7 separate regions of the Mus musculus genome follow, and regions 1, 3, 4, 5, 6 and 7 are each linked to region 2. The links are chromatin contacts, called in public HiChIP or PLAC-seq and promoter capture Hi-C maps. All regions are on one chromosome and are shown on one strand. Each heading gives the region's core, a stretch centred on a gene start, on an enhancer-like site or on the middle of the called end of the contact. The rest is flanking DNA. Distances are from core to core; before and after follow the strand shown.

The links. Promoter capture Hi-C pulls out the DNA fragments that hold promoters and counts their contacts. HiChIP or PLAC-seq counts read pairs in DNA pulled down with a chosen protein or histone mark.
Region 1: a contact with region 2 is called in a promoter capture Hi-C map of pre-B cells, with 5 times the contacts expected there. The contact joins the enhancer-like site here to the promoter of Ola1 in region 2. A contact is called at or near these places in 6 of 39 promoter capture datasets (the 3T3-L1 cell line, cranial neural crest, hippocampal neurons and 2 more), 8 of 115 datasets of contacts at active chromatin or transcription factors (astrocytes, bone marrow-derived macrophages, embryonic forebrain and 4 more) and 2 of 9 other capture datasets (adipose tissue and embryonic stem cells).
Region 3: a contact with region 2 is called in an H3K27ac HiChIP or PLAC-seq map of embryonic stem cells, with 3 times the contacts expected there. The contact joins the promoter of Cdca7 here to the promoter of Ola1 in region 2. A contact is called at or near these places in 14 of 39 promoter capture datasets (the 3T3-L1 cell line, 3T3-L1-derived adipocytes, the C10 cell line and 9 more), 4 of 484 Hi-C or Micro-C datasets (bone marrow-derived macrophages, embryonic stem cells and erythroblasts), 25 of 115 datasets of contacts at active chromatin or transcription factors (the 230-238 cell line, the SCID.adh cell line, T-cell acute lymphoblastic leukemia and 16 more) and 2 of 9 other capture datasets (liver and pancreatic islet).
Region 4: an H3K4me3 HiChIP or PLAC-seq map of embryonic forebrain shows a contact between it and region 2, with 5 times the contacts expected there. The contact joins the enhancer-like site here to the promoter of Ola1 in region 2. A contact is called at or near these places in 2 of 39 promoter capture datasets (embryonic stem cells and hippocampal neurons), 1 of 484 Hi-C or Micro-C datasets (bone marrow-derived macrophages), 5 of 115 datasets of contacts at active chromatin or transcription factors (bone marrow-derived macrophages, differentiating embryonic stem cells, embryonic forebrain and 2 more) and 3 of 9 other capture datasets (adipose tissue, embryonic tail and liver).
Region 5: a promoter capture Hi-C map of cranial neural crest shows a contact between it and region 2. The contact joins the enhancer-like site here to the promoter of Ola1 in region 2. A contact is called at or near these places in 1 of 39 promoter capture datasets (cranial neural crest), 1 of 484 Hi-C or Micro-C datasets (bone marrow-derived macrophages), 7 of 115 datasets of contacts at active chromatin or transcription factors (the NIH/3T3 cell line, bone marrow-derived macrophages, embryonic limb bud and 4 more) and 1 of 9 other capture datasets (adipose tissue).
Region 6: a contact with region 2 is called in an H3K4me3 HiChIP or PLAC-seq map of embryonic stem cells, with 9 read pairs. The contact joins the promoter of Map3k20 here to the promoter of Ola1 in region 2. A contact is called at or near these places in 6 of 39 promoter capture datasets (the 3T3-L1 cell line, cranial neural crest, embryonic stem cells and 2 more), 20 of 115 datasets of contacts at active chromatin or transcription factors (the 230-238 cell line, the NIH/3T3 cell line, astrocytes and 11 more) and 2 of 9 other capture datasets (adipose tissue and liver).
Region 7: a promoter capture Hi-C map of cranial neural crest shows a contact between it and region 2. The contact joins the enhancer-like site here to the promoter of Ola1 in region 2. A contact is called at or near these places in 6 of 39 promoter capture datasets (the C10 cell line, cranial neural crest, embryonic stem cells and 3 more), 1 of 484 Hi-C or Micro-C datasets (cortical neurons), 13 of 115 datasets of contacts at active chromatin or transcription factors (VIP interneurons, differentiating embryonic stem cells, embryonic basal ganglia and 8 more) and 1 of 9 other capture datasets (adipose tissue).

Annotation. Positions count from the first base shown.
Region 1 is chr2:72,398,568-72,402,021 of GRCm38.p6, forward strand. All of the region lies in intron 11 of Map3k20 (mitogen-activated protein kinase kinase kinase 20), which reads left to right. Among named protein-coding and RNA genes, the nearest start is that of Gm52556, 49 kb to the left of the region's middle. Within about 2 kb of position 1,319, at least 44 of the 459 cell types and tissues checked have an H3K27ac peak or open chromatin away from gene starts, as enhancers often do. A contact at or near this core is called in pre-B cells and pro-B cells, where this site is marked.
Region 2 is chr2:73,211,973-73,215,701 of GRCm38.p6, forward strand. Ola1 (Obg-like ATPase 1) reads right to left here and starts at 2,475. Exons shown (of 11, transcript NM_025942.2): 1 at 2,314-2,475; 2 at 888-988. The coding sequence starts at 988.
Region 3 is chr2:72,474,957-72,478,537 of GRCm38.p6, forward strand. It overlaps Cdca7 (cell division cycle associated 7), which reads left to right and starts at 1,263. Exons shown (of 9, transcript NM_025866.3): 1 at 1,263-1,355. The coding sequence starts at 1,335.
Region 4 is chr2:72,425,143-72,428,459 of GRCm38.p6, forward strand. The region is part of intron 16 of Map3k20 (mitogen-activated protein kinase kinase kinase 20); the gene reads left to right. Among named protein-coding and RNA genes, the nearest start is that of Gm39847, 38 kb to the right of the region's middle. Within about 2 kb of position 1,274, at least 45 of the 459 cell types and tissues checked have an H3K27ac peak or open chromatin away from gene starts, as enhancers often do. A contact at or near this core is called in embryonic forebrain and hippocampal neurons, where this site is marked.
Region 5 is chr2:72,451,849-72,455,435 of GRCm38.p6, forward strand. No RefSeq gene overlaps it. Among named protein-coding and RNA genes, the nearest start is that of Gm39847, 11 kb to the right of the region's middle. Within about 2 kb of position 1,338, at least 15 of the 459 cell types and tissues checked have an H3K27ac peak or open chromatin away from gene starts, as enhancers often do.
Region 6 is chr2:72,284,324-72,288,170 of GRCm38.p6, forward strand. Map3k20 (mitogen-activated protein kinase kinase kinase 20) reads left to right here and starts at 1,314. Exons shown (of 20, transcript NM_023057.5): 1 at 1,314-1,532.
Region 7 is chr2:72,246,460-72,249,833 of GRCm38.p6, forward strand. The region is part of intron 29 of Rapgef4 (Rap guanine nucleotide exchange factor (GEF) 4); the gene reads left to right. Among named protein-coding and RNA genes, the nearest start is that of Map3k20, 37 kb to the right of the region's middle. Within about 2 kb of position 1,537, at least 8 of the 459 cell types and tissues checked have an H3K27ac peak or open chromatin away from gene starts, as enhancers often do.

The DNA.
Region 1 (3,454 bases), core at 69-2,568, 810 kb before region 2:
AAAGGCCTTCATTGGTAGTAATAAGTATGAAACACCAAATGCCAGAGATTTAAAAGGGGGGAAAAACCTATTTAAAAGAAAATGCCTCCTCTGTATCTTTCCTTAGAAACTATTATTTCCTTAAGAACTGCATTTATTTGTATGTTAAAATTACAAGAGTAAAGTCTAATATGTTTAGACCATCCGTTAAGCCCTAAGAACACTGAGGGAATGAATGCCCTTAGATGCTACCAGTAATTAATAACTCATTGCAAGGAATGCCTTGGGTGTGTCAGAACTTAAGCACATTTTCTAAGATTGAACTGGCCTGCTGACATAGACATGGCAGGCATTAATATTCCTTATGGATTTAGTGCCATGAGTAGGAGAAGCATCAAATGGGGAGAAGGCCTCTCCTGGGACAGGCAACCCACTTGCTCTACCTCTGGGAAGATCCTTGTTCCTTCCCAAGTATGGAGCAGCACTGGCCACTCATGCGTTAGCCTTGAGCTTGAACTTAGTGTTAAATCATGCATCTCATTCCATCATCCTTGAGATTTAAAACAGAGTGACTTTTAGGGATCAAGTAAAAGCTTAGGATTGGTTTTCTAGGATTTTCAGTGGACGAGAACTGTCCGCTTAAAATTACAAGAAGCAAGAGATTCAAAATAAAGTTATCGACAAATAGACCAAGAAAAAAAGAGAGAGAGAAAACACTGAACACCCTTCATTGTGTGTTCCTCAAAGACCTATCTAGACAAGTCTTAACCTCCACTGAGCGGCTGCAAAATGTCTTCCAATATCTAAAGAACAGGAGAGTCCGTCTCCATTTCCAATTCCAATTGTGGAGACACAATCTGGCACCCCCTCACCCCCAAAAAGGAAAGTGCATTTAAATGCTACACGTTTACCCTTTTCAAAAATGTCTTTGGTAAATCCCAGGAATGCCGAGATAAGGACTGAGTTGCTATACATAGGACTGGCATGAGATATTATAAGGGTACCTCATTTTTGTCAGCAAGTCCTGTGAATTGAACCAGATTCTCAAAGAAGGGGTAAAGGGGGGGGGCAGCTTCCTGTTCAGGCTGAGCTGGTGCCAGCAGGCAGGTGGGAGCTACAGAGCACAGCCCTGTCCCCACGGCCCATCTGCTGAAGGCTAGGAAGCTGTGTTGTTATGCTTTTTATGTGCATTGAAACCTTAACTGTAAAGCACTGCATGGCTCGACTCTTTCTAAATGTCTTATTGTCAAGAAAACTTTCAACCGCTTATTAGAGTATGCCTAAGAACCTCGCCTTGGTTTACTGGCGTCAGTCTTGCTAAGAAATTATGGGCTGCCTTACACATATTATTGCTGCTGGTAACACAGTTGTATGACAAAGGATAATACGCGACAGGTGCTTGGTAGGTTGTGCGCTTGTGTTTTAACCCCAGAAGCCTTGGTTTGGGGGAAGTGCTTCGCAAGCCACCAGCTAACTGGGGACAGCATGATGCAGTCCCTGCGAGGGCCCCTCCCTTTTTACTTGTGAGGCCCAAGGCTTTTTGTTTATAACACTTGCTTTCAATGTCTCCTCTGCCTAGAGCTGGTACTTCTAAGGAAAAGGAGTTTGTGCTCGGGTATTTTATTAGTAGCTGTTTTCTTTCATCCTCACTTTAATCTCTAGGTGGTTTATAACTAGACTGCTGAAAGAAAAAAAAATCTTTTTAAAGGGGGCAAACGAGGCTTTTTTTTTTTATAGGTAGCTTCATCTTAAATATAACAGTCTAACTTTTACACAATACATAAGAATACTATCAGATTGATTTCAGGGGTCCTATTTTCCTTCCGAAAACCGAAATATTAAAGACACTTGGAAAGATGAGTTCTCTGTGCATAAATAGAAATAAAGCTTATTTCTAATTATTGCTGTGGCTTGCTGTAAAAAAAAAAGTTAGAGATAAACTCTTATTTAAGAAATATTTATGGATCTCTTTAGACCCTAACATAATGTGAGAAAAGACCTTGGCAATAATAAAATAAATAAGCAACAAAGGGTTTCTGTCCATTGAAAAACCAATTTGAGAATGTGGAAAGGGAGTGAATGGAGCCTTAGGGAGTGAGGCCCTGCCCCACCAGTAAGGATCTGAGACTGGCCAGGTGGACCACAGGACCTTGATTCTGAGCCCAAAGTGCCAAAATTCTCCTCTAATAGAAAGTTCTGGCTTTTGAGAATTTATCTCCGCCAAGCAGTGGTGGCGCGCGCCTTTAATCCCAGCACTAGGGAGGCAGAGGCAGCAGGATCTCAGAGTTCGAGGTCAGCTTGGTCTGCAGAACAAGTTCCGGGACAGCCTGGCCTACATAAAGAAACCCTGTCTCAAATAAAAACAAAATGAAATGAAAACTTATCTCCATCAGTAAGTTAAATTAGAAAATTGGGCCATCAAGATGGTTGTGTCACTAGAAGCACTTGCCAAACAACCCTGATCACCCCAGTGCCAAAAACCTAACGAGGCAGGAGAGAACCAGTTCCCAAAAGTTACACGCCCATGGCATGCGTGTGCCTGCCACAATAATAGATATGGGGAATTTTTAATCTTAAGATTTAAAAAAACCTAGGAACTACACTGTGCCTTCACACCCAGAGTGTAGAGTTCATCTGAGAGTTATTACCACTGCGACAACATGAGAAAGACCTCGTAGGCAAGTCTCACTGGAAGGAGACTTGGTGTCGGTGGCTGCAGCAAAGGAGACAGGCTAAGAGCAGTCTCCCACAGTCTCCACAGGTTCACCATAACTGAGTTAAAGACGGGATCTCGAATTTACTCCCAAGTGAATTATATAATAACATGAATAAATTAAACAGTGCTGGATCTGGCCCGAGTCAGTAATAAATGGAAGCAAGTAACGTCCTCTTCAGAGTGTGCTCAAAGCACTGTCCCAGAGAAAGAGGTAGGGTCAACCACATTCCCCAGCTGCATGCACGCACACACGCTCACACGTGCACACACACACCTGCAGCCAAACTGCTTTTATCCTTCCTCTGCGCTCTTCCTTGGAACGGGGTTTCTGATTTTTTTTTTTTTACTTGAGATTTAATCTTTGCTTCATTTCTTCCCTTTTTTAAATTAATATAATGGTCAATCAAATGTTTCTGTCTGGAAATGAAATTGGGAAAAATTAAGAGACATCCTCAAAACTACTTTATTTTAAGCAAAGCAAGGACTTAACACTGGTACCTTCCTGTCCGTTTGCAATCGGGCTCAGTGTGGTGCTTTGCGAGATCTCAGTTATGATTTACCCTGTCACTTATAAATTACCGACAATACACTGGTGCCAGATCCACCGTTAAAACGTCCTCGTCATTCACCTGCTGCGTGGTACCAACTAATTTTGTGGTATCTGTCCCCTGACTGAAATTGGTACTAATTTCTCTTTTCACTTCTGTCCTTTCTTCCCTTTGATAGCTTCTCTTGCCTCTCTCTGCAAGAATGTCTGAG
Region 2 (3,729 bases), core at 1,225-3,724:
ATTGACTGATTGATTGATTGATTGATTGATTGACTGATTCTTGGTTCTGAGAAGAGGTTTTTCTGTAGCCCAAGCTAGCCTCAATCTCACAGGACTGCTCTTGCATTAGCCCCCAAAGTGCTAGGATAAAGATGTGAAGTGCCATGCCTGGCTAAGATAGTTTTTAAAAAATGAAAAGAACCAGGCGTGTTGGCGCACACCTTTAATCCCAGCACTTGGGAGGGAGAGGCAGGTGGATTTCTGACTTCAAGGCCAGCCTGGTGAGTGAGTTCCAGGACAGCCAGGGCTATACAGAGAAACCCTGTCTTGAAAAACCAAAAAACAAACAAACAAACAAACAAACAAAAAGGAAGGAAGGAACCGACACTGAACATTTAAGTTACACAGTTGTAAGATTAACCCCACATAATATCTTCTATCATTGTCTTCTGTGCAACTATATGGTAGGTATGGTTAACTTTAAAGACATGATAAAATACAGTACTTTGTTTTCAGAATTCCCAAGTTTAAACACCTTTTGTGTGCACACATGCGTGGCATCCATGTGCCTGTTCAGATGTGTGCAGACACGGGTGCATGCGTGTGTGCTCATGGCAGCCCAATGCTGGGGTGAAGTGTTTTCCTCAGCTGCACACCACCTTACATATAAAGCAGGGTCTGCTGCTGAACTCGGAGCTCACCACTGTGGCTAGACTGGCTTGCCAGCTTGTTCTGTGGATTCCGTTTTGGCTTTTAAATCTGCAGAAACAGGAGCCTTTTACCTACCTTCTAACAGTATATTCAAAGCAGTTACTTCTTTCTCCAATAAAATCTTGTGAGTTTCTATTTCTATAACAGGACACAAAGTTTACAAAATCAAAATAAGAAAAGTCCCAATTTTTACTTACCCAACATTTGGCAATCCAACGATACCAATTTTCAGTGAGGTTCCAAATCTTCCAATAATTGGAGGCGGTTTAATTCCATCTCCTCCCTTTTTCGGGGGCATCTAAAATATCAAAATGAACTTTTAAGACTCCCCTATAAACAAAACACATGTCTGTATACAGAATATATTACTGGGTAGTAGACAAGAAAACCTACTGTCTGTACCAATCCACAACTAAAATATGAGCAAAACCCATACTTTTTTTGAGGGGAGGGTCTCTGTAAACAGATCTGATTCTAAAATGTGTACATGTATCACTTCTGAGTAGTCCCAGAAACACTGCAGCAGCGGGAATCAAAGATAAACTTAAAACTTAGTTCCAATCCTCCGTGCTGGCTGCCGACAACCGCCTTCTTAACCTGTCATAGTATTTGAAGGAAAGCATTTGGAAGGAGAAGAGACACAAGTCTAAGGAAGCCCATTACAGAAACACCAGCAACCATGTCACCTCTCGCCAATCATTCCTCCACCGCTTGGAACCCGCCTCTCTCCACAACTCAGCGTTCACCACACTGATGGTCACTACTAGGCCTGGAGGTCCTTCGAAGCCAGACCTTTTTGCCTTTGACACTGTAGGTAAGCTTACCGTCAGTCCTTATTAAACAGTTTTTGAAACCCACACTCTACACTGGATACTTTGAAGGCACTCACCTTGTCGTTCCTTTTCAAGATCCAACCTAGAGCTTTCATGTATGCTAAAAGCAAGCGCTCTACCAGTAGGCTATATACAGCCCTATTTCAAATACCTTTTGATTGACAAGTCCAAACTTTCTGTCTTTTCTTGTCCTGGCTCCAAGGTCCACTGTGCAAAATTGATCTCACTTTTAACACTGCAACAGGAACCTACGAGGAACTGCAACCTTGCGCGTCTTAGAACCTGGAAACTAAAACTGTCCCTGCCTTCTGGCTGGTTGGACCTCCTAGAGCCACGCTGCTCCTCCCTCCTTCTCCCCACTCCGCCTGCTCCAGAAGTGATACTCCAACCTGTAATCCCAGACCGGGAGGCCAAGGATCTCCCATTTTGGGGATCCTGACACCTGTTCCGGGCCTCCAATGAACAGCTGCATGGGGAGAGCCCGTCCAGTCCTGGAGCCTACAAGGGGTGACCTACAAGGGGTGCCCCCGCAGTCCAGCCAAGCAGGACCTCCGCACACCACCCTTCCCCTCCTGACCCGGCATTGGCGTCCCGCCCTGAGGCAAGACTTTCCCCCAGACTGCGGCGAGAGCCAATCTCGTGGCCGCGCGGCCTAGTCCGAGGGCGCCTCATTCATCCACATGCCCCAAGCTGTCCGCTGCCCTCAGCCCGTCCCGGCGGCCGGTCTCCGGCCTAGCGCCAGCCTCGGAACCACTGGCCCGGGAGCCCACGGGCTCCTTCGGGGACTCACCGTGCACCGGGCTAACGATCGCACGGGGTCCCGGACTGCAAAGACCGGTGTCGCCGGCAGCCGGAGGTGGGGAAGAAGGCGGAGAGAGCGCAAGCCCGGCCCTCCGCCGAGCCGCACGCACGACGGCAGAGGCGACGGAACGGGCGGGCCGGGGCGGCACCTGTGCGCAGGCCACGCCCCCACAGGGTCACGCCCATTGGCCCGGATGCCCGGGCCCGGATGGGCGGGGCCTACGAGGAGGAGGGCGCTCAGCAGCACCGGGTTTCTGCGTCTCTCTACACGTGGGCTTCCACCGAGCCTCCAGGTTTCTTTCAGCTCCACTGCTCCGGTTCCGGGCTCCTGCTTCGTCTGGGATCTATCTTGTCCCTGACTGATCGTGCCCAGATCAGCCTTTGCTACCTGCACGGAGCCGCCCTTCTCCCCTTTCCAGTAACTTCTTTCAGATGGGTTAACGATGAGAAGCCATTAAACTTTCTTCAAGGGAAAAATGGACCAAGGAAAATTTCGGATCCAAGACGCACTTAACAGCCACAGAAGTGCATAAAACATTTAAAGAGTCACCATCTTCTTCCTCGTCGCCGCACATACATCCCTTTCCTCTGCGAGGTTAAGAACTATGAGAAGGAAACATGATTTCTTCCTGGTTCTAAAATGAGACTACTGCGATCCATCTCATAAGGCTATTGGTAGGATTAAATCAAATAATATGTATAAAGTCACCTTCTAACTACACTATGAGCTCCACTGGGACAAAAAGGTGTTTATTAGGTTTTCTCCAATGACTTTCAAGTATTTGTTACAGTGAATGTCCAGAAATTATAATTTTTTTTCAAACATACCAGTTGCAAATAAAAGAAAAGAGTGTGAATTGGTTGCTAATCCCCAATTTGCAGATGACAGAATAGTATCAGAAAAGTATCAGGTAAAGTTTCACAACTAAACTAGTGACAGAAGACACATGTCAAACCCTGATCTCTCTGCAAAAATCTGAGTTTTTTTTTTTAATTATGTTTATTGCCTATTGTATGTGTGCTTGTGTGGATTCGCTCTTGTATACAACAGTTCTGGTGAGGTCAAAGAACAGCTTGGAGTCAGTTCTCTCGTACTTTGCAGGTTCTGAGAATGAAACTCAGATTCGTAAGGCTTAGCAGCAAGCACCTCTCCATACTGAGCCATCTCACAGATCTAGAACTCTTCACTTTCTGTCAGAAACTTTTTGAATGGTGTGACTGACAAGCAGCAGCTGAGCCACTGTTTGTAATAAAATTGCATTAAGGTTTTTCTGTCACCCCGTGAGAGTGATCTTAGGAAAGCCTTAGAGCTCTTTTGATACATTTTAAAGACAGGGTCTTTGTCTTTAGTTTTGCTATTGGTTAAAGATTGTTACTGTCAAAGCAGTCACGTAAGTCCTTACTT
Region 3 (3,581 bases), core at 13-2,512, 740 kb before region 2:
TTTAGGTCTCCATCCACATACTTATTCATCCAACAAGTGTTGGTTGAACTCCTGGCTGCTACCAGGAATTTTGCCAAACAAATCAATTAGCTGCTTCTCTTGATGCCTAAGTTGGAGACTGGAGTTCTTTGTCTCTAGCACAGAGGGAGGGTGACCCCTGGGCAGCTCCTTCCAATCCATTGTCTTCCTCGGTTATTTATGTCTTTATGGTCAGTACCTAGAGAGGTGTGTGTGTGTGTGTGTGTGTGTGTGTGTGTGTGTTGCGCATGCTCTCTTCACAGAAAAGGACTGTGGCAACATCAATACTAAGAGAAAAGTTTTGAAATAAGGGGGAATGCTTACACTTCAAGAAATGTTTTAAATCTATGATTATAATTAAAGCTCTTTTAAAAAGCACCCAAGGTTTTTCGGTCGTTGCTGTTTGGGTTTTTTTTTTTCCCCCTGTGTTTTACTCTTTAAAAACAGGGGAGCCTCGTTTCATCCCTGTGCCGGTCTTAGTGAGAAGGGCTATAAGAAAGAAAGAAAGAAAGAAAGAAAGAAAGAAAGAAAGAAAGAAAGAAAGAAAGAAAGAAAGATCTTCTAACTAGCTCTGGTTGTTCCCAATTTTGCCTGGAGAAAAATGGACAATCCACAGTGTAATCGCCTGCAGCTTTTATCTCCGAAAGATAAAGCTCTAAAGACTTTTACCCTTCGGAGAGGCTTTACTCAACTGAAGGGCTATTTTTAAACCCACGCCGGAATCTTTCTTGAAGCAACAGGACTTAACTGGTCTATTGACTACATATAGATAGTGGTGTGGTTGCTAGATAAGAGGTGCTATGCTCTCAGATATTTGTGGGTGGTATCCCCGTTCTGTTCTTTAACATTTTTAAGAGATTAAACTACAGCGAAAGTGTGAACGCAGTAAGAGGCTCTACCAGCCTTACAATCTCCCGTTTTGTATGCAAATCAGACGGCCAGTCTCAGGACCTCGGCAGCCACTTTCGCGCCACTTCCCAGGACCGCGCAGCTTCATAAAAAGCCAGTGGCACTGAGTTCCCACAACGCCACTGTTTCATAGAACATTCAGCAGTTTCCGAGGACACTCAAGGTTATTACAACCACGAGAACCGCTTCTATTTTTTTCCAGAGCTGGGACGCTTCGGGTACCGCTAAAGAGGTCATCTTAGCTGGCAGGACCTGCGTCCCGGCGCGGGAAAGCCGGTGGCCCCGCCCCTCCGGCGGCGGAGTGCGCGCCCCGCCTCTGTCCCGGAGCTCGGGTTGTTCGGGCTCTGAGTGCTGGTGTGTTCCGACGAACTATCCCCGTTCCGAGTGCCTGGGTACCCGCCGCCAACATGGAGGCTCGCCGCGCGCGGGTGAGGCCCGGCCGGGTGCACCGGGGCGGGGTTGGTGGGTGCTAGACACGGGCGGGTCCGGGCCACTTCCCTCCGACTCCGCGGGTTAGCTCCGCTCACTTGTCCCACGCGCTCCTGATTGTCGCCAGGTTGAGGGAAATCACAGATCGATTTTCTTATAATCTTTGCACCCAGGATAACTCAAGGCCAAGGTGATGCGCCCGCCGGCGCGCACGGAGTTGCCAGCGTTCCCGGAACCTGCGGCACGGGCGCTCATGCTCCACGTGCGCGCGGAGGCCTGGGACTCGCCGCTGGCCATCCTGTCTGGCGGTCGTATCCCAGCCTTCCACCTTCTGGGACCTCACCCTGCACGACCCGCTGGCGGCGAGTGCGTTGTTACCTACGCGTGCACTAGTGGCCCTGGGATCGATCCTCTTTTGCTCTGCGTCCCCTTCTAACCACTCTGGATCTGCGGGTTTAGCGTAGATGGCCTTGTGAGCATTTCTTGAGAACTTGGGTTGTGCACGTGGGGGGAGGTATTGTTTTAGTCCTAGGCTGTGGTCAGATGCAATTTTGGGGCCCAGCGATGCAAGTCGTGTGCCGCGACCGTTTAGTAACCTTCCCTGCGTCCCCCAACTCCCCACCCGTCCCACCCTTTTCTTCCCGGCTTGCAGCTGCGAGCTGGAACGTAACTCTTTTTGCTCCAACGGAAGCCAGAACTTATGTCCTGCCCTGGAGTGGGTTGAAGAGTGGGGGGATGGGCGGAAAGGAAGACAGTGACGTGCTTCAAATAAATATCGGGTTCGGGGGCCCTTGTGGCGAGGTCTGAGTGGGTAGACGGAGTCGTGGTCTCATAGCGGATCTCCGCGCGTGGGGAAATGGGCTTGGAGTTTGGCTTGCCTTGGTGCATATTTGGACACCTGACTGGAGGAATCGACTTCACCTCTCCGCACTTCAGTTTTCTTACTTATTTAAGTGATGGTAACGTCGCTGCAAAGAATTAAGCGAACATCAGTACCAAATCTGCCGTCAAAGAACACTCACCGTAAACAGAATTAAGAGTTACATCTGCCAAAAAAGTTCACCCCAGGCACGACCTTTGGCTCTCCTTTTTTGTGTGTCTTTTCCATCGAAGACATACTTGCCTGGTGAATGACTGACCGTTGGCCTGTCCTGGCTTGTTAAAGATTAGCCTCTTTTCCTGATGGCTTTTGATTGACTGCCTCCCCTGAGGCTGACATGGAGTTAAATTGATTAGTAGAGTGTAGAGAATTAAAGTCATTTAAGGAGCTGTGTGCCGTTTTGGGGATTTCTTAGTTCTTTGCATTTTGTTGCACCTTATTGCCTTGGACTTCCTCTACCAGAAACCTGGGCAGACTTTTGAATCCCTTTTAACTCCTAACTCTCCACCCACCGCCTCGAACTACTGTTGTAAATACAATATTTGGTAGCTCTCTCGAATACCACACATTGCTGCCATTAGGATATCAGAAGCATACACAAATGGTTGATTGGTGTCTACTTAGGAACATGATGTGGAGGCTGGGCCACCAACATCTTGGAAATCATTTTATTGTATCCGAGAGACTGAAATGTAATGTGTTAGGTGCGGAAGGAAGTCTTTCCCAACATCTAGGCATTTTCTGTTCCCTAACACCCTTGGGCACTCTGGTGGGGCTGGCCCAACTTGGGTCAATAAGAAATGGCCAAATAGGCTGTCCTGGTTACATTTTCTAGTGGACAGTACAAGGCTGTAAGCTAAAATGAATGGAGTTTTTTCATAATTCCGACTAACTTGACCTTTATTTGCTAGAAATGCTTACTGTTGACTTCTACCACAGGTCTTAGAATTCTCAAGCCTTCTGGGGGCCATGAGAAAGCTGTATGGAGCCCATGGTCAGAGAGTTCCTATGGAATCCAGTCTTCAACCTGGCCTAGGAGTGTTAGTTGACCTCTGACTTGGCTTCTTGTACTATGTATTTTCGGGCTGATAACCCTTGATTTGTAAAGACTGCAAAACCTCCATGCCCCTCTCCTTGGAGCGAGCGGCGCCTGTTTGGGTGACTGCCATCTTAAAACACAGGACCTGCCCAATTTTTGTAGTTTAGGAAATTAGCATCACAGTGCAGAGCCCAAGGCTTACATAAAAAGACCTCATTAGCTTGATTTTTGGCTGAGGGAGAAAAATTGCTCCTCCATTTTGTACTTTTGAAATCTCCTTTTAGAAGTACAGTTCAATGAGAAAAA
Region 4 (3,317 bases), core at 24-2,523, 790 kb before region 2:
GAGAACCAGGGTTCAATTTCTGACATCTATATGACAGTTCACTCTGTCTGTAACTAAAGTTCCAGGGATGGGGGACTTTTGGGATAGCATTTGAAATGTAAATGAAGAAAATACCTAATTAAAAAAAAAAAGTTCCAGGGCATCTGACACCCTCACAAAGACACACTCAGACAAAACACCAGTGCACATAAAATAAAAATAAATTAATTATCTTTAAAAAAATTTTAAAAAGAAAAAACAATCCACTTGGGAGAGCTGCCTCTAGCACACGATTGGGTCATTTTTAGCCTTCCTTGGGATTATGTATCCCTTTAAAAATAGCCCACAGTGATGTATGTCGCACATGTGAGCAAACACAGGCTTAATACAGACATGTTGGTGCTGGTTTTCAGGATACCAGAGCTCAGGGACCACTCTAGCCTTTTAACCTTTTAGCCATGGTCACCTGACTTCTGAATCAGCACTGACTTATATTGTCTCACACTGACCATATTGTATGAATCAAAAGGCAGGATTTAGATTTGTGAGCAGTGAAAATAGACTTCTGGAGACAGGGATATGAAAATCTAAATCCGTGCCTGTCTTCTGAAACCCTCTGTGGTCACTCTAGTTGACGATTCCTAGACAGCAGGCACAGTTTGGGATCTGGACAGAGGTCTTTGCTTTTAGAAGTTTCTGGGTACCATTGTAAGCTTTGTACTGAGAAGGTCACTTACAGGTTTTGAGAATAACAAACTCCAAAACAGACACATTCGTTACATTAAAATTAAAAGCACTGGAACGCAAGGACACACGACAGCTCTCCCAATCCTGCATGTTAGAATTTGGATTGAAAATGGCTCAAATGGTAAAGAGTGCGTATCTCCGCCCCCAAGTCAGGGCTTTTTCATAAATCTACTGCTCGTCATGGGATAGGAGGACAACTTTACAAGTAGCTACTTTTATATCCTGAGAATCTTGAGTAAAAGTTTAAAGGCAGCAAATGTCTCAGTATTGAAAGGGTCAGATGAGCACTTAGGTAAGCCAGGCCACTGTCTATATTCATTTAGGAACCTAGTCCGACACAGAATATTCTTAATTAATGGGAAATCAATAGCAAAACTAATTATTCATTTTTTTACAAGATAACTATCTTCCAATTCCAAATGCAAAATTTGTAAAGCCCTTTCTAAGCCGTTAACTAATATCCGAACCACCTTAGATACTCAAGCCTAGTGTGTCCTGTGAAAGTGTGTCTCGCTCGGTGTGTCTTACTTCCCGTCATCCCTACGGCCCCTTTTCATACGTAACTCCAATAACAACCCCCCAAAAGGCGATATAACAACCTTATCTCCACTGGTGTCTCCTTGGCACCAGTCTGCCCTGACCTTAGACACCAGCCATTGTTAAGGGTATAACACATTTACATATTTTGCAATAAAACATCAGTTATTTGCATTACTGTGTCAAGTTTTATTTGATTCTTTCACCTAAAAATGACTCATTTTCCTTTCTTGTATTTTAAAAACCAACTACTCTAAGCTTGTTTGAGAATAATCAAAAATTGCCCATTTAGCTAGAAGTCATTTTCTTTTCAAAAGGCAAATGTTATTTAATCTTTCAGCTGCTCATTGTGCCATCATAAATACTTTCTTTTCAGCACAGTTGTGGAGACTGAAATGAGCCCACTAATTGCCTCCCATTTCGACTGACATGTGGTGGTTTAGTGGAAAGAGAACACAGCAGGGAGAAGGAAATAGGAGGCTGAGAAAATGAGAGCTAATTATTTTCACTGCCTCATGTCAGGCTCTGTGTCAGCCTTGTTTTTACAAACTGGAAGGTTTAGCACTAAATAAAACAAACTGGCGTCATGTTTTTATATACTGGCAGTGTCACGGAAGCAGCTGCACATCTCAAAGACAATATAATGCCTGCGTTCGCATGGACACCATCTGACAGACACTGTGAGCCGCGGCTAATGAGGCTATCACAGTGGTGCCAGAGGGAAAGGTGCTGAATTATGTATGATTCTTCATCAGGGCGGCAGTAGTCCTGTACATCATTATGAGACATTGTTTTGCTGAAGAGATTAAAACATTCTTAGTTCCAGACCCTGCAACCTATGCGCGCTGAAAGGAGGTTATTAATGGAATTTTTAGGGAGACTTTCTTGTGGATTTCTTTTGGGTTGGAAAAAACCAATTTCGTGGGACAAAGCCGTGATGGGTCACGACACCGTATAGATAAAGAAGAGAAGCAAATTAACCATACTTGTATTCTCTTCCTTCTAAAGACGGCATAATAAAATACAGCGTGGCGGGGTTATACTTAATGGTAAATAACCCAGGTGCTATCGCAGGACGTGCCACTTGCCTGCCTTTGACACAGCAGGTTCTGGCAGCTGAGCTGGATAATGGTGACACATGTAAAGGAGCCTTCAGAGACCTCCATCAGTAGCATCTCCCTGCTTTGTATACAGCTGTAGCCAATATTATTTTTGTGGGTTTTGTTTTTAATCCGGGATTGCTTCGCAAAAGCCAGTCAGCTGCTATGGCTGCATCTTTCTCTCCCGGCTCTGCTTTTTCAGAAAGTTTATTCTGACCGCTCTAGTTTATATTTTAAAGTACTCCCACAGTTGGTGGTTTTTATATTTCTCCATTTATGGGAAGAGAGGAGCAGGTGGGGGTTGGAGAAGCTAGTGGCTCTAAGACTGAACTTGATGTATCTAGGGCATGGATTCCAGTCCCATGAGGCTGGCTGTAAGATATCTAAGCCTCAGTTTCTTTATCCATAAAATGGGAACCGTGCTCTCTAGAACAGAGTAAGACTATAGGGGTTAGATAACATAAATAGATCTCAAAACCCTGAGGCTGGGCGTATACACGTGACATCGTGAAGTTTAGTCTGTGTGAAGTGAAAGAGAACAGGGGCAGCCTTTGATTGCTATGAAGAGGGCTTGCCTGGGGAAGGGGCTTCTGAAGGACTGTAGATGTCTTGCCTGCTTGGTTGGCTACACAGGTATAGACACTAGTCAAGCTCAGTGACCTGTGCAGCTAAAAGATCTGTGCTTTCATTACATGCAGATTGTTGCTCAATGTGAAAGCCCTTTTTAAAAAAAAATTCCATATTCTTCAGTAAAACTAATCTAGAAAAGCTCATTTGAGGGTCACCTTCCTTCTGAAGGACCCTGAGGTGTTGATGGCTCCAGTTAATTTGGTAGGGGAAAAAAACTGAATATTAAAGAAGAGGAGGGGGAGGGGGAGGGGGAGAAGAATTCCCAGAATTCTTCTGAATTCCCAGAATTTTACAGTTTGATATATTTTGTGCTTTTTAATATCT
Region 5 (3,587 bases), core at 88-2,587, 760 kb before region 2:
TCTCAAGTTCAAACTGAGCTCAAGACCAGCCTGGGCTACACTGTTTGTAAGACCTTGTCTAAGACATAATGAAACGAGATTGATTCTGTTTACATTTAGTTTATAAATTCATTGGGGTGGTATAAATACATTGAAAGTCAACTGTAAACTAAGAAATGTATGGTTTTCTCCGTGGAAGTGTTTAAGTAACATTGTAATCAGAGTATTTGGAGAATATAATCATCCCTTCCCTCTATATACTCTTTAATTTTTTATTTCATTTATTAATTTGTTAATATGAAGGTAGGGGCAGCTTGTGCATGCTATGGCAAGTCTCTCCTTCCAGAAAGTGGGTCCTGGGATTGAACTCAGGTCATGAGATCTGACTGTAAGCACCTTTACCTGCTGAGCCATCTTGCTAGTCCTTCCTTTTAGAAGACTACAGTAAGTTGTTTGACTTTAGACAATAGTGATTTAGCTCAACCCTACTAATTTTCAGATGGTGGACAGGACCCTGAGATGTAAAGAATGTGATGAATTACGTAAGACTCAAACTATTGGATTTATCTACCTGCTGGGCACTTGAGTCCCAGTGAACTCAGTGTCACAGGAAGATGGTAACAGACAAGGGCTAGGTTGTTTAGACCTGTATTGTTTTAGAGACCTGGCCTCAGGAACTATTTCTCTCTGCCTACCTGGATCAACTCTAGCTGAAGTTGCTTTCTGAGGTTTCTGCTTTTATTCTCTTCCAGCTCAGAAGCAGCGGTACTCAGAGCCAGTCACCATGTGTCAAGTGCTTTATAAGTGTGTCATCTGACCTCACAAATCCTGCATTATTTTCAGTTCTGTGTTGTTGATCGTTTTGTTTTTCTGTGTCTTTGTCTGGCTGAAGTTTCTCTAGCAGGGCAGCTTTTTCATGCTCAATAGCTGCTGAGTGCCCCTGTGGGGTGGCCCCATAGCGGACCATTGTGCCCGGTACAGAAATCAAGAATTAATGATACTTGTCCAGTTATTATCTTGAGAGCTTGTTGTCCTTAAGGAGAGACAGTTCATTTTCCTTGGTATATGACTGTGGTGATTTGGTTCTCAATAAAAGCTAGTTTGCATGCTCGTGAAGCCATTGTCGTTTACAGCGTTCAGCTGTGAGCTGAACTTTCCTCTGCCAGGTTCTCTTAAAAAAACATCCTACCCCCCTGTCCCTTCATCCTTCGCTTTTACACAAACAGGTTTCTCAGACAGATGGGAAAACTGTCTGATGGAATGATGCCTCGCTGCCTGTGTTAACACCTTACCTCTGCAGAGGAACCTGACTTCAGTCTTTTGTTCAATCACTGTGTTCTTGTTCATCGTTCACTGCACAGTCACTGCAAGCCAAGGCTGAGTCCAGCCTTAGCTTTAGAAATACAACCTGAAGGAACTTTCTCAGGCAGTGGCTGACCCCTAGTGCTAAAGAGAGAGAGAGAGAGAGAGAGAGAGAGAGAGAGAGAGAGAGAGAGAGAGAGAGAGAAGGCTCATGGCTTCCCCCAGGGAGAACTGGGCTGGGGGTGGGGGTGGGGGTGGGGTGGGTAAGTGGTCCAGATCTTGCCTAACATGTACCAGCACTACAAAACCAACAGATGATTAAGAACATAAAACCACTGGAAAAGAGTCACTACAACACATGCTCTCTCATGCTAAGCTCTAAGAAGAACACTGAGATGCCCTTCCTAAACGAAGTTAAGTTAGCCAGAAGAGGAAAGAAAGGGGAAGATAAAATAAGTTTATTTAATTGCTACTAAAGCTTTGGACTAAAAGAACAAAGGAGGAAAGGAGACCTGTGCCCCAGTTTCCTTCCGAGACACTGGAGATTAGCCATGAGGGCGACTGTGTTCTGCTTGCAGACTCAGCCAGCCTGAGAAGAACAAACACTTCTTCCTAGGGACTGTCGCCTTGTCTCAGGACTTCACCCAGTTTGCTGTGTCCCACCCCTCTTCTCCTTAGCCAGGGCAGGTTCAATGTAAGCAATTTATACTTTCTCCCCAAAGTTTCCTTATAAAATGCTCTGGCTTCTTAATCAAGACATTTCCCTACTGCTCTGGAATCTTAGGTAAATTAATCCCAGAACCCACCTCTTTTCCCTTTTGCCTGGCATCTGTCACTACTCAATAAAAAAATCCTTTTGTCTCAGAGGTTTCTTCGTTGCTATCATGTTAATGGTTTCCTGACTGCAGCATTTCCTGGAAGCCAAAACACTGCCACTTCCAGGCAAGGGAAGGGGAGAAGACGAATATAGACTTTATGAACTTTCAGGGCTTGGCCTGTGACGTCTGGCTTGGAACTGGCCACCCTTACTGTCGGTGATAGTCAGCAGGTTTTTCCAGAGACTTTTAGACTGGTTTGCAGAGGTTGACAGGCAAAGTAAAGATCTCTAGAAAACAGAGTCCTCAGTCCATTGTCCACTAAGATGTGCTCCCAAATGAACAGGAGGAGATAAGTGTCTTCACGAGAGAAACATCTGGGCTGATGTGTCTAGCTCAGTGGTGGAACTCTTGACTAACACGTGTGGGCCCTGAGATAGACCCCAGAACCAATTAAAAAAAGAAAAGATCAAAGGTACACATAAAAGCTCAGTTCATACCTGGGCTCCACATGAGCACAATAAGACACAGCTGTCAGCACCATGGCTGTTATGTTCCTGTCTTAAAATCCAAATGAAAATAGCTAAGGCTGAGATAGAAAACCAGGGTCACCCAGCTAAATACAGAGGCACCTACTTAGTGCTTTAATTTGCTTCATGTGCTGAAATGATTCTTTCGGTTTTCTTGGTGTCTTAGTTTAGGTTTCCATTGCTGTGAAGAGACACCATGACCAAGGTAACTCTTTTTTTTTTTTTTAAGATTTATTTTATTAATATATGTAAGTACACTGTAGCTGTCTTCAGACACTCCAGAAGAGGGAGTCAGATCTTGTTGTGGATGGTTGTGAGCCACCATGTGGTTGCTGGGATTTGAACTCTGGACCTTCGGAAGAGCAGTCGGGTGCTCTTACCCACTGAGCCATCTCACCAGCCCCCCAAGGTAACTCTTAGAAAGGACATTTAATTGGGGCTGGCTTACATTTTCAGAGGTTCAGTCCATTATCATCATGGCTAAAGCAAGCCATACACACACACACACACACAGAGAGAGAGAGGGAGAGAGGGAGAGAGGGAGAGAACAATAAATAAACTTTAAAAACCAGCAAACATGGAATTGAGAATGTAGCTTCCTGGGAGAGCTCTTACTAAGCACATGTGTGGCCCTAAATCAATGGTTCTCAACCTGTGGGTTATGATCCCTGGGGGCCTAATCAAATACCCTGTATATCAGATATGTATATTACAATTCATAACAGTAGAAAATGACATTTATGAAGTAGCAATGAAATAATTTTATTGTTGGGGGAGTTGCCACAGCATAAGGGCTGCATTAGAAAGGTTGAGAACCACCACCCTAAACTCAATCTTCAGCCCCCCAAACCAAAATGACAACACTCCCTGAGCATCATTCACTGAGAGTCCTTAAGACCTTAGAAGGTTTCTAGGTTGTTTGTTCAAAGGCTCTGTTTAAGATTACCAAGGACTGGGGTGA
Region 6 (3,847 bases), core at 64-2,563, 930 kb before region 2:
GGTGAGCAGGAAACTGAGGACTGCCTGTTAAGTGTCCCATGTGACAACTGAGAGGAGCAACAGCAAAGTCAGGCTCTCTGATTCCTCAGCCAGAGTCAGGACACAATCGGATGTCTTTAAAGCTAAGGTGACTGCAGTCTCATGTTCATTTCGCGCTCAAGAGCCCAGCACCCTTTTTTTTTTTTTTTTTTTTGAGTAGATAGACAGCTTTTTTTTTTTTTTAAACAATTGTTTGATCACCTACAAAAGAATTTTTTTTAGCTGGATAGTTTTCATCAACCTTCTCAGTTACCAAAATGCAATTTATTAATCCAAAATCCTCAGTCTTTGTAATCACAGACCAGAAAGTGGTTTCTTTTTTCATTAGTGTATATTTACCCATCCTTTCCCATTCATATATTAAATATATATGAACGGTTTTCAAAATTTCTATTTCTCTTTGGGCTTCTTTTCTGATTTCCGTTTCTTGTTTCATCTCTGCCTGTTTTTCCTCTCCTGACTTCAAAACTCAGCAGGAAGCCAGTTTCCTCTCCACAGATTTCTATTTCTGTCAATGACACCATCGTTCTTCCAGTCACCCAGGTCTCAAATCTTGGCATCACCGCTTTCTTCTTTCCCAACCGAATGGGTCACAAATTTCTGTGGCCTCTTTCTGAAACATGTCTCTCAATTCCAATTTTCTTTTTAAAAACGATCCCAAACTGTACCCTCTAACTCTAGCCTTCACGATTCTATCTGTTACCTGGTAGTGACAATATCTACCACTTATCTTGTTTCCATCCCTAAGCAACTCTCTAAACCACTACTAAAATGGATGGGGAGGAAAGAGAATATGGCTTAACATCTTCAGGCTGGTAAGCCTCCTGCTCCAAATATAAAGCCATGCACTAAAATACGAATATCCATTTTGCACGATTTCAACTTTCCTTAACTCTCCACGTGTGTACACGTGAAATTCTAATTCAGAAACTGTGTTCCCTACTTTTGCAACCTCTCCTCTTTTTCCACTCCATCTACATCCTCCCCGATCAATTTCTTTTCTTCCCAAAGCCAGGTGACACGTTTTGTTCACACTTGTCATGGACTCTGTCTCCTCGATGGGAAATCGCGGGCACTTCATCTTAAAAGTCACCAACCAGAGCAGCAGGCCTTGACTCCTCCTCAAAATCTCCAAAGTACCTGTTGATGGTCCCACTGAGGCACCCGCGACCCTGACATTGCCTTCCCTGCTGTCCCCTTCCCAGCCAAGTGCATTCAGTCTCACGGGGGGTAAGGGGGGGGGGGCAGCAACCGGGCTCTCCGCGACCCCGAGCCCCGGCCTCCCTGCTGGGCACCGAGCCGGGCGTGCCCGGAGGCTGGCCGGCCGGCGGTTCCACGCTCGGAGGTAGGTGGTGCTGTTGCCGCGACGTCTTCCTCATTGGCGCCGCGCGGAGAGGCGGAATGTTCAACTCCTGACTCCGGCGGAAGCGTGGGAGCCGCGCGGGCCGCCGTCCCCGACCCCCGCCGCCGCTCGCGCCCGATCCGGGAGCCAGGTAAGGGCTGTGGGGGACGGGAGAGGCGGGAGGGAGCTCCGCTGGAGGACCGGCGGGACCGGGGCCTGCGGGGCCGGGGCAGCGCGGCTGCGGGAGGCCGGGGCTCGGCGGGCGGCTGTCCTTGGCTCGCCCCCGGTGCCCTGGAGACCCGTGGTCCCCGAGCCCGCAGACCCCGAGACCGCAGCCCCTGAGCCCTCAGTCCCTTGCCGCTGGGCCGAGGACGGCTTGGGCATGTCCGGGCCGGTCCAGCCGGGCACTCGGTGCCCGGAAGAGTCCGGCCTGGCACAGCTCGCGGCGATCCCGGGGAACCTGCGGCGGCTGCCCTTCCCGAGCACCCTCGCCTTCCGTGGGAGCACACGCGGGTGTCGCAGGCGCGGGGATCTACACCAGGGTGGGCACTGGGTGACCCGGGCCGCAGCCACGCCTCGCCCCGCGCGTGACAGATCTCGGGAAAAACTTTAATTCTAAACTGCCCAGATGACATTGGAACTGCCTGAAAAAAAACAACAATGGCACGTCATTGTTGGGTTGCTGAAAATGTATGTTTCTCATGCGCCTGGAGATCCTGCATAAGCACTGTTTATGGAGAACATAATTACTATTTTTGCTAGTTTCGTTAATAATGAAAGCACACCATTTGGTGGCCCGTTCCAGCGATTTCACAATAAGCAGCCTTCATTAATAATGCGTGTGAGAACCGTCTTCCAGAATGGATTGAGGACATCTGAGTTCGGATGGTTGTTAAAGTGAGTTCCTGTTTTACCCCTAAAGTGGTTGTAGCGAATCTTCTGGTCTTCTTGACTGTAGATGAAACCAACTGCCAGCATTTAGTGGATCCAAACCTACCAAAATATTTAACGATAAAAATAAACAAATGATTCAAGACCAGACTTCTTTGTCATCGGCCTGTCTCTACTCTGAAATTTCATTCTTTTTTTATCTTAAAAAAAAGTGACGGCTGCATTTTAATTATGGTTTTGATCATTTGTAGAGTCTTTGTTTTAGATTTCTGCTACAATAGTGAGAGATTTGGGAGATTGTAAATGAACATGAATTTAGCTTGTTTAGAAAGAGAGAATTAAGAGAGAAAAATGGTCTTTGGAGCACTGTTTATTTTAGTCTTTTACAATGTAATTTTGACAAAAATTTTGGGGGATTTTTTTTTAAACTGGAGAATGTGCAAGTCAGAAGTTTAAGTGGGAAACATTTTGTTGTCTTAGAAAGCAAGTAGCTGATTAATCTTTTAAAAGTTTTTGTTTTGTTTTGTTTTAGGGGGGATACATAAGAACACATTAAGAAAAATAATAACCAAATATTAAGCACACAGATTTAGATCTAAAAATGGATGGTCAAAGATCTTGGGAACTGAGGGACCTTCTTGCCAAATAAGGAAACTTGGCAGGCTGCACTGTGTATTTTAAGTTAGGGCAGAGTGAGTGCTATTGGCAATACATTGGCTCAGTGCCTATCTGGGCTCTGCAGTGAAACTGAGTCTGATAGGCCTGCGGAATTATAGGCAGGAGTTACGAAGGGTGTGGAGTGAATCGCTGGATCATCAGAGGAGACACTGGAGAAGTTACAGGGACGTTTTGTAAAAGAGGTCAGATAAAACTCTGAGTGTGTGTGCCCAGCAGAAGCAGACTACACAGTGGGTCTCAGAACTTGACACAGCCAGGGAAGAGTCAGTGTTAAGCTGAGGAAAGGAGTTTGTGGTAACACAGGACTGTCAGAACCAGAAAGCCTCTGTGCCCTGAGGTGTTAGGAAGAGAAGTTTGGATCATTTGCTTTCCATTTTATTCTACCCAGGACAGATGGGACAAGGTGGGGGACTGTTGGATCTAAAGATAATAGCTGAGACACCTTCCGTCTTACTGTGGGGAAGTTTAGGCTACTTCCTTTGTGGCTATTGACCGTGGTCTATACTACACATAAACCAGCATAGTTCCAGCACTAAACAAAAGATTCTTACCTGTGCAGGGAGGAGAGCCATCAACCCCAGAGCCTCACAGCTGGTCAGATAATACAGGGCCTTTGTCTCAGACCCTCCTAGAGACAGCTGAAGCATTGAGTGACAGGAGTTAAATAATCCCAGCACAGTAAGAGACTGAGAACAGGGAGCCATACATTTGATACCTAACCCCATTGGCACCATTGCCAATAGAAAATTAAAGCCTCCAATGTGTGGACAGTAAGCAATCCAGCCGTTATGGTAACAAGAAATGGATTTGTTTAAAGAAAAAGGGGGGAGGGAGAGATTAGGAGGCAGTAAATGATGAAGTAGAAAAAAATAAAGGTATACCATGGAGGGAAAGGAG
Region 7 (3,374 bases), core at 287-2,786, 970 kb before region 2:
ATGTCAGCAGCAGACAAAACCACACTATGTACAGTCACATTGTAAGATCCAGCGTGCTGCCCCAGAGACCCGTCAGGCTTTGTCTCAGACTTCAGCTCTGTAGATAGCCCAAGCTGGCAAAGCCATCCTCTTTCTTTCCATTGCAGCCTTGGGTCCTTTGCCTGAGTGTTATTTCCCCGTTTCCCGGTGCCTGGCTCCTTTTCCTGGTTCAGTTTGTGCTTGTGCATCTTCTCTGTGTGAGTGCTCACTCACGTGAACGTTCTGCCTCGTGGTCCAGCCTCAAGAGCAGCTCTTACGGTCTGAGATCGTCATCTTTGCTTTTCCTCATCTGTCCACCTCCCTAGAAGGCGAGGGCCGGCCGTAGACCAGGGAGGAATCTTCTCTGTGTTGGCCACTGATATCTCACAAACATCATCCATAAATGTGTCTGGTATATTCCAAGTATGCAAGAAATAGTATGCATATATTCCAGGTATGCATTAAATATAAGGATAGTCCAGTGATATTCCAGTGCTAGACTTGATGAAGGAGGGCATTTGAAAAGGATTTTGTAATACCCAGAAGCATTTTCTACTTGTTAGAAATTGAATTAATGAGGGTGTCCTGTAGCATTTTGCAAAACCGAGATTCGTCCTGGGACGATGTTTTAACTTAGCTTTCTGTTCCTGAATGGGCAATCCTCTTTCCTTTTCTTCTCTGCTTGGTACTCTGCCCTTCAGTGTCCTTCCATTTGCCTTCAGTGTGCTCAGAGAAGCATACTGCACTCCACGTGTGTCTGAACTGTGATGCCCCATGGCCTTCCTATGTACAATAGACTGTGGATGTTGTGGATGGTAGATGAGTGTTGGTTTGTCACAAATCCTTTGGCTATAAAGATCCACCACTGGAGACAATGCTCAGGCTTCTTCAGGAATTATTACAGTGAAGACTGGCTGAGTTCCAGGAAGTTGGGCCTTACTGCACACATCCAGTGGTTGCTACCATGGCATAATCTTTGAAGTAGAAAGACTATTTCGTCACCTACTTATGGAGAAAGAAAGAGTTTCTTGTCTTGAAGATATAGCAGTCTGAATAAAATTATTACCATTGTAAAAGTTTATACATGCTAGGCATGGATACAGAGCCTGCACTGGATAGACATAGAGACAGAGAGAGATTCAAAGCAGTAGAAACAGAAATGGCAGAAGAGACAAGAGAGCCAGGCAAGCAAGAGCAATAGTGGTGCTGAGTGTGGGGCATGCCTGTAATCCTGGCACTGGAGGGTCACGAGTTTAAGGCCAACCAAGACTATAGCAAGATCTTACTCGAAAATCAAAATCAGAAGAATAAGAAGGCTCAAGATCTTAGAGGTCAGCAGAAGGAGAAGCAAAAACAGCTCTAACAGGCACTTGTCAGAAGAGGCCTAATTCCCAGGAGCTGCTCCTCACCAGGGAGCTCTTAGCTGAGGAGCCAAAAGGCCTAAGCCCAGGGAAGCTGACTGGTGGTGTCGGAGCCTACAGTGTCAGGTGAGCTTGCCTGGAGGCCTGGAATCTGAACTTTGAACACTAGACATGTAAGCCTGTACCTCCTCAGCATCAGGTCGGGAGCCCGTGGTGGCAAAGACCAGAGTGAGTGGGAGCAAACTGGGAAGGCTGGAGAGCTTGGAGGCCCCACAGGTAGTGCCAGGGGCGCATGGGTGTGGACATGTGAGTGGTTGGGTAAGCCTGCTCCCGAAAGGCTAGCCCACAGGCCGGTGACCACATAAGGCTGAGGCCTTGAACAAGGCACCTCACACCTTACTGGGTCCAAAGATAAATATCTGCCTCAGAGCTTAAGGAATGTTTGTGTCAGGTTTGTGACCTCAGAGCTGAAGCACAGGCACAGTTGGTCTCCATAGTGTTCACCGAGGCCTCAAGAAGGAGATCTGTTTCCGAGTCGCTGCCTTCAGCTATAAAGAGAAATAAATGGCCGGGTGTGGTTACTGTGTGTTTCAGGCACTGCTACTACTACTTTTTTCCTTCTGTCCGTCCTCCCTCCCTCCCTCCTTCCCTCCCCCCTCCTTCCCTTCCTTTCTCCCTCCCTCCCTTCCTCCCTCCCTCCTTCCCTCCCTCCTTCCCTCCCCCCTCCTTCCCTCCCTTCCTTCCTTCCTTCCTTCCTTCCTTCCTTCCTTCCTTCCTCCCTCCCTCCCTCCCTCCCTTCCTTCTTTTCTCCCTCCCTCCCTCCCTCCCTCCCTCCCTCCCTCCCTCCCTCCCTTCCTTCCTTCCTTCCTTCCTTCCTTCCTTCCTTCCTTCCTTCCTTCTTTTCTCCCTCCCCTCCCTCCCCTCCCTCCCTCCCTCCCTCCTCCCTCCCTCCCTCTCTCCCTCCCTCTTTCCCTCCCTCCCTCCCTCCCTCCCTCCCTCCCTCCCTCTCTCCCTCTCTCCCTCCCTCTCTCCCTCCCTCTTTCCCTCCCTCCCTCCCTTCCTTCCTTTTCTTACTTTCCTTCCTTTTCCTTCTTTTGTGGTGGATCCTTTTGAGGGGAGTCCCTCAGCCTCAGCTGGGCCTATTTCTCAACCCTGTACAAACAAGGCGCTAAGTATGCAAATTAAGCTGCGAAGGCTGGCACTTAGAACTAGTCCCACAAAAGAATCATTTCAGGTATGACGGGCTTTCGGTCTGTCCACTCCCCCCAACTTGGAGCCCCTTCTGAGGGCCTGTGGTCTCCTCACACTCACCCCAAATTACCAATCACTTTGGTTACTAATAGGAGTCATAACCCTCAACTTTGCTGGACGGGGGAGGGGGTGGGGTGGAAAAGAGAGGCAAGACATTCTGCTCTGGAGTAATTAGCCCCTACCCCTACCCCCAGCCTGGCATCATAAAGTTGCCTGGCCGGCTCCAGGCAGGCCAACCTGCTCTGGCAAGACCTCTGAGCTCCGGGTGTAACTTTTTCTGCTCCCTCCCCATTATGGCAGTTGGATAATGAAACCTGTGTGTCTTTAACTTCAGTCTCGGCCAACCTCAGCTGAGCTCAACAATGAATAATTTTGTCTGTCACTGAAGATGCCACATGGAGTGACATCTGTGGAACACAGGAGACAGAAAGGAGACAGAAAGCCTACCTAGCTGTGTCTCAGTGGAGATAAATGTAAAATCCTTCACCTTGGTCCCCCAGGTCACCCTGCACATTTGCAGAGCTGAGAGCTGAGTCCCGACGGCAGCCCAGTGAACCGGGTGGAGAGCTTTCAGTCTCTGAAGCTGAGCATATCAGTTACATAATTTCATTCCAATTATGACTTAGGTGTCTAACTCAGCCAGATCAAGGAAGGGGAAAGTGATTTCTCTGCACTCTAAGATGCCAAGGTAGAAACTGGCTAGGAGAAGCTAACGCATCCTATAAGAAAATGCAGGATAAAGAT